Regions from separate parts of the Danio rerio genome. Here region 2 is linked to region 1. The links are chromatin contacts, called in public Hi-C maps. All regions are on one chromosome and are shown on one strand. Each heading gives the region's core, a stretch centred on a gene start, on an enhancer-like site or on the middle of the called end of the contact. The rest is flanking DNA. Distances are from core to core; before and after follow the strand shown. Region 1 has its middle 36 kb from the start of zgc:101564. Region 2 holds the start of foxp4 (forkhead box P4).

Evidence for each region. Hi-C and Micro-C count contacts between places; a contact is called where the count stands out from the background.
Region 2: a contact with region 1 is called in a Hi-C map of hematopoietic stem cells, with 2.9 times the contacts expected there. The contact joins the promoter of foxp4 here to the enhancer-like site in region 1. A contact is called at or near these places in 3 of 18 Hi-C or Micro-C datasets (caudal fin, fibroblasts and hematopoietic stem cells) and 1 of 4 datasets of contacts at active chromatin or transcription factors (caudal fin).

Annotation. Positions count from the first base shown.
Region 1 is chr11:23,717,760-23,722,302 of GRCz12tu, forward strand. It overlaps a transcript of foxp4 not described here. Among named protein-coding and RNA genes, the nearest start is that of zgc:101564, 36 kb to the left of the region's middle. Within about 2 kb of position 2,547, at least 3 of the 62 cell types and tissues checked have an H3K27ac peak or open chromatin away from gene starts, as enhancers often do.
Region 2 is chr11:24,020,358-24,024,900 of GRCz12tu, forward strand. It overlaps foxp4 (forkhead box P4), which reads left to right and starts at 2,728. Exons shown (of 18, transcript NM_001199491.1): 1 at 2,728-2,800.

The DNA.
Region 1 (4,543 bases), core at 1,297-3,796:
TCTAATCCCTGCTATCTTTCCAAATTGCTAAAGATACACCGGATATCAACAGTTTGGGGTTTCGTGAAGCAGGCGTTGTTAACAATAGCCAGATGCCTCTTCCGAGCAAAACAGTGATGCTCCCAAGGGCTGTAGCGATGACAAACAGTTGTTGTTGCCTTTTGTTTTGACAGCACTTCCGAACCCTGGAGCCAGGAAGAAACAGACTGTTGTTGTTAAATATGTGACACGGAGAGATCTGGTTGACGGTAAAAACTAAGCCAAAAACACTTTCCTTATTTGTGTTTTATTTCGTGAGGAAGAAGTTGATTTAGATGTGTGTAATTTAGGTTGACCGCTAGGGGGAGCTATTTGAAAGTTGCTCAGGAGTGAAGCAGACGCACAGGTGAGGAAACGTAGATGGGGTTTAGTGTTTGTGTAAGAACTATTCTGAGTTCGTTTTTAAGAGGAGTTTTTATCTAAATGTTTACATGTCGGTTCTATGTTTAGTGTGGATGTTGAGGGATAAAAGCAGTCTTCAGTCATTCCTCAAATCAGCTGAAGTGTGAGTTGTGATGAAAATAACTGAAACGACCCAAACAACAGCACTTGGGAAAGTACATTACTCATTGAACGGTTTGGAAAAACTAACCCTGGTTTCTAAACCCTAAACTATAGGCTCTTTTGAATAATAAAAAAAAATTGATGGGTACAAAACTGTAAATAACTTTTTGAGATGTGGGGTCACCAGCGTTGTAATATCATAAATTGGCATTATCATATTATTAAATGTATTTTTAGACACTATTTTAAAACATAGCACTTGATTGATTTAGGTCAGTAGTTTACAGGCCTGTAGCCAGTCTGGTAAAAGGGGTGGTTCTTTTTTCTCAAAAAGTGGATATTTTGCAATTATACGCCTCATTTTCTAATTAATTATAACATTTAAAAACTGCATTTTAGTGACATTTTAAGCACTATTCTAAATGAGCTTTTTGAATGGTAATAGGATCATAACCAGACTGTTTCACTATTTTAGCCAAGTATGGGCTGTTTTTGGTGCTTCATAACTTTTAATTAGTCATTTTTTGTTTTAAAAAAAGTCAAAGATGTAGATTAAACTTGTAAAATGTTTTCTCCATTTAAAAACAATACAGTAGTGAAAAATGGATGTTGGACTCATGAAAAATATTTGTTAGCATTGTGTTTAGCGGAAGTTACACTGAAGCGACAGCCAACAGAGGATTCCTCTTGGTCTTAAAGCCTTTTTTGATGGGTATTTTCACCATGATGGCATAGCAGTCAAAATAGGACAAATAAAATTCTGGACCTTTGTCAGTGAGGGGTGGGTCTTCTAAACCCCCCAACCCCCCTGGCTATGGGCCTGGTATAATTGGTTGTTAGTATTGTAAAATCCTGTAAGTACAGATGAAGGAAAAAATGTAAGCCCTCCTGTGGAAGTTATTTTCCCTAGTGATGTTTAAGAGAAGATTTATTTCCTTATGCATTTTAAAATGTAACAATTTGAATAATTAATTTCAAATAATTTTGTCTTTGCCACAGTACATAATATTTGTCTAGTTATGTTGAAACTTACTGGTATTTAGCTTAGAGTGCAATTTAAAAGTTTTACTAAGTTAATTAATTAAATAAACTATAGGCAGAAAAATAAAATAATTACTTTTCGAAAAATAATTAAAAAAAAAATTTCTTAAGGGAGCTTTTAATATTGACCACAAAAATTCTATAAAAACAGATAAAAAAGACAAGAAATAATAAAAAAGGGTGCACTGTCACTGCACAACAAGAAGGTCGAGAAAGAAAGGTTGAGAAAAAAATGGTTGAGTCCCAGCTGGGTCAGCTAGCATTTCGGTTTGCATGTTCTACCCGTGTTGGTGGGTTTCCTCCGGGTGTTCCGGTTTCCCCAGTTCAAAGACATGCGCTATAGGTGAATTAAATAAATTAAAGTAGGCGTAGTTTATATGTGTGAATGAGTGTGTATGCGTTTTTCCCAGTACAGGATTGCAGCTGGAAGGGCATTATCTATGTAAACATTTCCTGGATAAGTTGGCGGTTCAATCCACTGTGGCGACCTCTGATGAATAAATATACTTAGCCAAAGGAAAATAATGAATCAATGAATGAATTATAAGAAGAAAAAAAAATATTGTAAATAATTTAAAAATTCCCTTGCTCAGTTAAACAACACCTAAAGATAATGAGATATTTGAAAAAGAATATGGGCTAATAATTTTTCCTTCAGTTGTATAATGTATGGATTGAAATGTGTCCAACAGCATGAAAAATGAATTTTAAATGTATCATAGGCCTTATTTTAGCATGTTACTCTCCATCAAAATAATCAAGGAAGTTGTCATTTTAATTAAACACCAACCAACCTAAACAATAGATATTTTCGGCCATGTCAATCAGAGTATTTTTTCCATCATGCAGAAATAAGTCTCTTCAGAGCAGTCCTGTCCAGAAGCTTTCTCTCTGTCGAGGTCCAGCAGAGAGGAGTCAGCCAGGTCAAGCCTCGCTCATCCTTATAGTCCCAGCCGGGTGTGTAAGACCAAACTACATCTGGCCAATGATTCAGAGTGTCAGAGAGCACGGCGCATACTCACACACACACACACACACACACACACACACACACACACACACACACACACACACACACACACACACACACACACACACACACACACACACACACACACACACACACACACATATGCTGAGAGCCAGTGCACCATATTGCTGCGCTTTACTTGTTGATCAGTTTGATCAAAATGAACGCTCTGTTCATTCAATGCCATATCTTCTTTCCACCATTTACCATCGTGCTTTGCGTTTATTATGGCCATGACTTTCGTTAAACTTTAAACAATTAATGAAGTGTTTTAAAAAAAAGGGGTATAGTAAGTTGCCATTATTCTTCTCACATTTCATTTATTGAGTATTAATATACTCAATAATATACTCAAATATATACTCAAATATACTATACTCAAGGCAATTAGTATTAGTCAATTACATATGATATATGTTCAAACTACTTTTTTAAAATGAGCTGAAACAACACACTTCTTGAGATTTTTTTTGGGACAACTTAATTGTTTAATGTTCAGTCCACCAAATTTGTTACATTTACTTAATTTGTTTTGGGACAACATTAATGAATTGGTAAAGAACCCTACATTTCCTAACACTGTACAGCAGAAATCACTATAATAATAATATTCTGATTTGCCGTTCTGATTATAAAATTATTGGCAGTCACTCATTAATAATTTGTTTAGTTTTTTGTATAATTAACTGTTTATAATTTTTTTCTGGTTCATAATTTTGTGAAAACTGATCAATTTAATCATTTATTTATTTAATGATGCTTTGATTAAAAGAAAGTTCAAAATAACAACATTTATTTATATCATTTTTTATGTGTTTTTTTTTTTACACTGGAATGAGTCTTAGAAGTAAATGCTTATTGTGTTTTATTTTTGAATGATAGAGTATCACAAAAAAAAAAGAAGCAGCAGGCCAACAATGAAAGTATAAAAAGTTTTTAAGTAATAGATCTTCATTTTAGAATGATTGACGTTGAAGACTGGAGTAATGATGTTGAAAATTCAGCTTTAAATCATGGGAATAAATTACATTTTGAGCTACATTTAAAAAGAAAACCGCTGTTATAACTATAATAATATATAAAAAAAGTTTTTGGGTTTTAGATCAAATTAATGCAACTTTCTTTATTAGCATGACTCTTGTAAAACACATTCATGTTGATCTCAAATATAAAACATATTGCTGATCATTAATTTTATTTAAGATTTTTTCTTTTTTCTTAAATACATTACAAATAAACCTATTGTATAAACATTGTAACCCCAACAATAAAGCAGAAAATACCCAAATAAATAAAACAACCAGGTACACTGTAAAAAACATTCGTAAATTAGGTTTTCTAATATTTTTGATTCATGTTTTCATTATTTGTGCTTTTGAATTGCATTATGAGACCTTGGTCTTTTATCTTACAACTTTTAACAATAACATTTTTTTTTGAAAAAGTGACTTTCATGAACATTTTTATTATTTTAAAGTGATATATTGTCAGGATTGGGGTTTTATTATGCTGCAAAAACCTTGTTATAAAATGCTGGTAAATTCTTTTATTTTACAGACTTATTTCTCAATATTATTAAACAGATTTATTTACATATTATTTCCTATACATTATATTATTTTAAACAACCAAAATGTCAATAAAAGTCACTTTGTTAAACTGTGAGTTGAATTTTCAACATTTAAAGTAGACAGATCAGAGATCTAGCTCCCATAATGAAATTAACAACCGTAAATAGATGGAAAGCACAAAATATGGAAACTGTTAATTAGCAGAAATTGTTTACAGTGTAGACAATCATAGAGTGTTCAGTTGTTACATTGAAAACATTGACAAAACACTAAGAAATTTCAAGGAAATCCATAAAAGGTTGTCATAAGTTTAAAATTGTTGTTGAGATTTCAGTTCAGGGAACATTTCTTCTCAAGC
Region 2 (4,543 bases), core at 1,478-3,977, 300 kb after region 1:
ATGTTCACAAGGCAAAACAAGTTTTTAAATCTGTGTTTGCTTGAGTGTGTTTGATCAGGTTAATCTGATGGGAAAACTTTGCAAACACGCACACACCTATTATATAAGAATAGTTTAGCATCTTCTTTTGTCTTTCAAAATACTCAAGTTAGTCCAAAAATATTGTTTGGGGTGTGAAAAGTTTCTCGTTTTTAAAAATTTGATTTAAAATGCAGTTATAAATTTGGAAGTTGACAAATAACTTTTTTTCCCATAAATCTAAAGCTATAAATATACGGTGCGAAAGTTCAGTCAGGCTCTGTGTTTTTTGGCCAGGACTCTGAAGTCCATATGGCAGAAGTGAAGTCAGCATTGTTTTATGAGCCTGCTGCCTTCATTTTAAGCCAGCATGGCTACATCTTGGATTATTGATTTTTCTAATGAATATGTCTTGACTAATGGGGGTCGTATCCTATTGTCCAGTGGCGATGTGAATGATTGCCTTTTTTGATGGTTCAAGTAAAAGAGATGTTTTTTGCTGATAGAAAGTTTCCACTGACCATAAAATAAATCAAGTTTCAACATTTTTGATAAGATGACAGATTACTGATAAAGCACCTTGACTATCCAATAAAAGTTGAAGTCATATTCATAAATTAACAACTTGCCCATATCCTACATGGTCCTAATTGTTGAAATTTTCAATAATAATTTTATAGAGATACCATCGCTTGTGATGTGTATCTACAGTAATTACACTTTTAGTAAATGATATAGTAACAGTTCAGTTACTGTCGATACACATAAATACACAAAGGCTTTTATACATTTCATCAGGTATTATATATAAATAACTCTCCTTGCTATTGTTGTTTTCATGTATAGTCTTCATGTTATCTGTTTGTGTATATCATATACTAGAACATGAATATATCAATTATTTATTAATTAAATAATAATACTACACAGCAATATCTATATCATATCTATATCATCTACATTTTATCTTAATGATCATGATGATAATAGGTAAAAATGATAAAAAGTGCAATGTGAATAAATAATAATAATTATAATAAATACATATATAATAACAACAATAATTATAATTATAATAATAATTATTATTATTATTATTATTATTATTATAATTATTATTTATTACCATTGTTCTTCTTATCATTATTACTTTTTAATTAAAGTTCATCATCATCATTATTAAGATCAAATGTAAGACACTGTAATAATAATAATAATAATAATAATAATAATAATAATAATAATAATAATAATTATTATTATTATTATTATTATTTTTGTTATTGTTGTTGTTGTTGTTGGTATATATTATATTATATGATATATTAATATATGTAATGGAGTATTGTTATTAATTGTTTTGTTATTGTGATGTTATTACTCGATAATTAATTTAATTAATAGGTATACATAATTTGATGTTGATGATGATGATAAAGTATAGTAATGTTATTTATTTGAGTCTTGCATATTTTTGTTGATGATGATGACGATGATGATGATGATGATGATGATGATGATGATGAAATGCAATAAAAATTTACAAATACAACTTTTGTACTACTACTGCCATACTACTTCTAAATTATTATTATTATTATTATCATTATTAATACTCATATTAATAATAATACAGTATTGTTATTAGTTGTTTATTATAATGTTATTTATTAATAGTCAAATTATGATATATTCATAATTTAATTATGATAATGGTACAGTATACTAATTAAAACAGTATTTCTTAACTATCAAACTATTAAAACATATATCAGTGTACTATTCAACATTATCTAGATTTTGTCTAGAATATTTTGTCTTGATTATGCTTATTATGATGATGAAATACAATGCAACTTTTTCAAATACAACTGCTATACCAGATTACTAAATTATTATTGCTAATGTTGTTGTTGTTGTTGTTGTTGTTGTTGTTGTTGTAGAAATGTTTAAATATTCGCATTTCACAACAATTATAATAAACACTTATCGACAGCAAAACCAAATGTGTTGCAAGATCGGACTTGTTATTTCCTAAAGAGTAGAGATGTGGAGTAGGTAACGGTTCCCATGGTGAGGCTGTCCTTTGACTAACATCTGTTGCTCGTCCGCGGCCACAATGGCCCAACTAAACCCGCGATGCGCGCGCAGGTGAAGAGATCAGCACCCGGAGCGCGCGAGCTTTTGTATTGTGTTCAATCAGAGCGGCAGCGCAGATGTGCGCAGCGCGCCTGTTCTAGACGCATTACGGTAGAGCAAACTGTCCCCTAACACATCGCCAACACAAGACACAAGCGGAGTAATTCAACACTGATTTCTCTGCGAATGAGCGAGGAACAGACGAGATGCCAAAAACTCCAGCGAGAAGCATTATTGGGACTTTAGGAAAACTCACCGTGTGACTAACAGAGAGGAAGAGAGAAGACCTGAAGCGACGAGGAGGCGTAAAGAGCCGCGTGCTTGTTCTTCATGAACTTTGAGGAGCGCTGTGACCATGCAGCCTTTGAGCTAGTGCACGATTATTGTTTCCACTTATCACCCTACTGAGTGACCAGTCTGAGGGAGAGGAAGCCAGTAAAAAGGAAAAGAAGACTAATAAAGACAGTTGTCGTTTAAAGTAATGGTCTGAAGACATCACTCATAGAACAGGATTTTTTTTTCCTTTTTGCGTTGCTCTTCTGAAGGTTTCTGGAATCACTGGGACATTCACGAGAGCTGGAGCGACACATCCACATGGTCCAGCCGTAGAGTGAAAGTAGAGTTCTTCACAATATCCTAACAGGTTCATATACACTTTTTTACTTCTTTTTCTTTACTTCTTTGCTCCTCGCGCGATTCAGCGTTTTTAATATTAGCCTAATGTGTATTCCACATTTGAATGCACGGACGTGTTATCACACACATTTATTCAGATCAATAGAAATAAATGTTACAGTCATAGTTTTTTTCTTAGATATTTCGCCAAATGGGATACTAAAGCTCGCATTGGAACAATGCAACTTTTTTACGTGACACTTTTAAACCGGGGACGAAAGCGTGCATTTATTCTTCACGAGAGAATCATAAATCATTATGATTTAGTTACCCGCAAACTTCACTATAACAATACATAAGAACGCAAAAGCAGTTTGGATAAAGTTAACAAAACATAGCGATTCAAACAAGTTTAATAAACATGCATCTGCGTTTGAAAATAGGCTATCGCCTGCCCTTACTTTTGATCTAAACTATAAGATGACTTTTTTGACAGATCAAATAAAATAGTTTGAGATAAATCGGTGCTATTTTGCATTTGCTTTCTTTTGAAGAATGCCATGCTTCACTTACAGAAATGTAGAAATCAGATGGCCGTACAAAACTCTCATGATAAATAATTCAAGACAATAAACTGCATGTAAATATACAAGTTTAAAAAGTCTAATCACGTTTTTTATTTTAATAATATACCTTCAAGCAATTTTCCCCTAATTCTCCGAGTTGCTGATTGTTTTTAACAGGCCCTCAGGAAACAGAGAGCAGATCTTATGTAAATAACTCATAACAATCCGTAAGTTTTCATTTTTATCAAATAAACCGATTTTTAAAACCGACTTTTTAAAATTATAACGTTTGTTAAAACCAAAAAAATCCAAGGGACATATTGAAATTATTTATAGTTGTTTTAGTGTCATTTGTACCGGTGTGTTATTAAGATAATATAACATAAAGATGCAACGCATAAAATACTTTAAATACATTAACTCGGCATTCATAATTATTTATAATCACTAATTTAAGTGTATTGATTACCGCGAAATACAATGACATTAGTAAAGTTAGTATTGGCGCAAAAGCAGATTTCCCCAAAAAAGGGACGAACGTTATTTACCTCATTACTTACGTCAAAAGAACGTATCATAATTAAATATTTTATTTTCATTAGTCAGTTTTGCTTCACTTTAGTAATTAACAGACAGGTTGATGACAAACTTTAAAAACATAATACTTTTATTTTGAGTTTCATTTACAAATGAATGAGCAAGATTAACTTTTGTTTTTAATTATTTACACAGTTTTTCATGATTTTGTATTCGTTTCGTAATTAAATCAGCGATATTTCAGCTTAAAATCTCTAAAATAAAATAATAAAACTAAACTTGCAACAATTTCAACATTTGAGTACGGGGCATAAAGTGAATCTGCAGAGGGAACTACAGCTCACGAGTTGAACCAAGTGTACTGTTAAATCGCACTCTTCTTGACTTATCCCTATTCAGTCTTTTTCTGCAAAACCAAAAATATACATCATCATCATCCTCATAATCTGGCAGTGTGTATGTAAATCTCATGTTATTAAGAACTGATTGATGGAGCTTTTGACACAATTAATTTAAATCTCATATATAAGTGAATGGCTTAATTCACTTTTAGCATTTACAACTTAGTGCAAACATTTATTAAATCACATTTGTTAAGTCTAAGAAATAGCGTTATATTATTTACTTTGATGTCAAAATGTTTCTAATAATTTTAATTTGTTTAATCA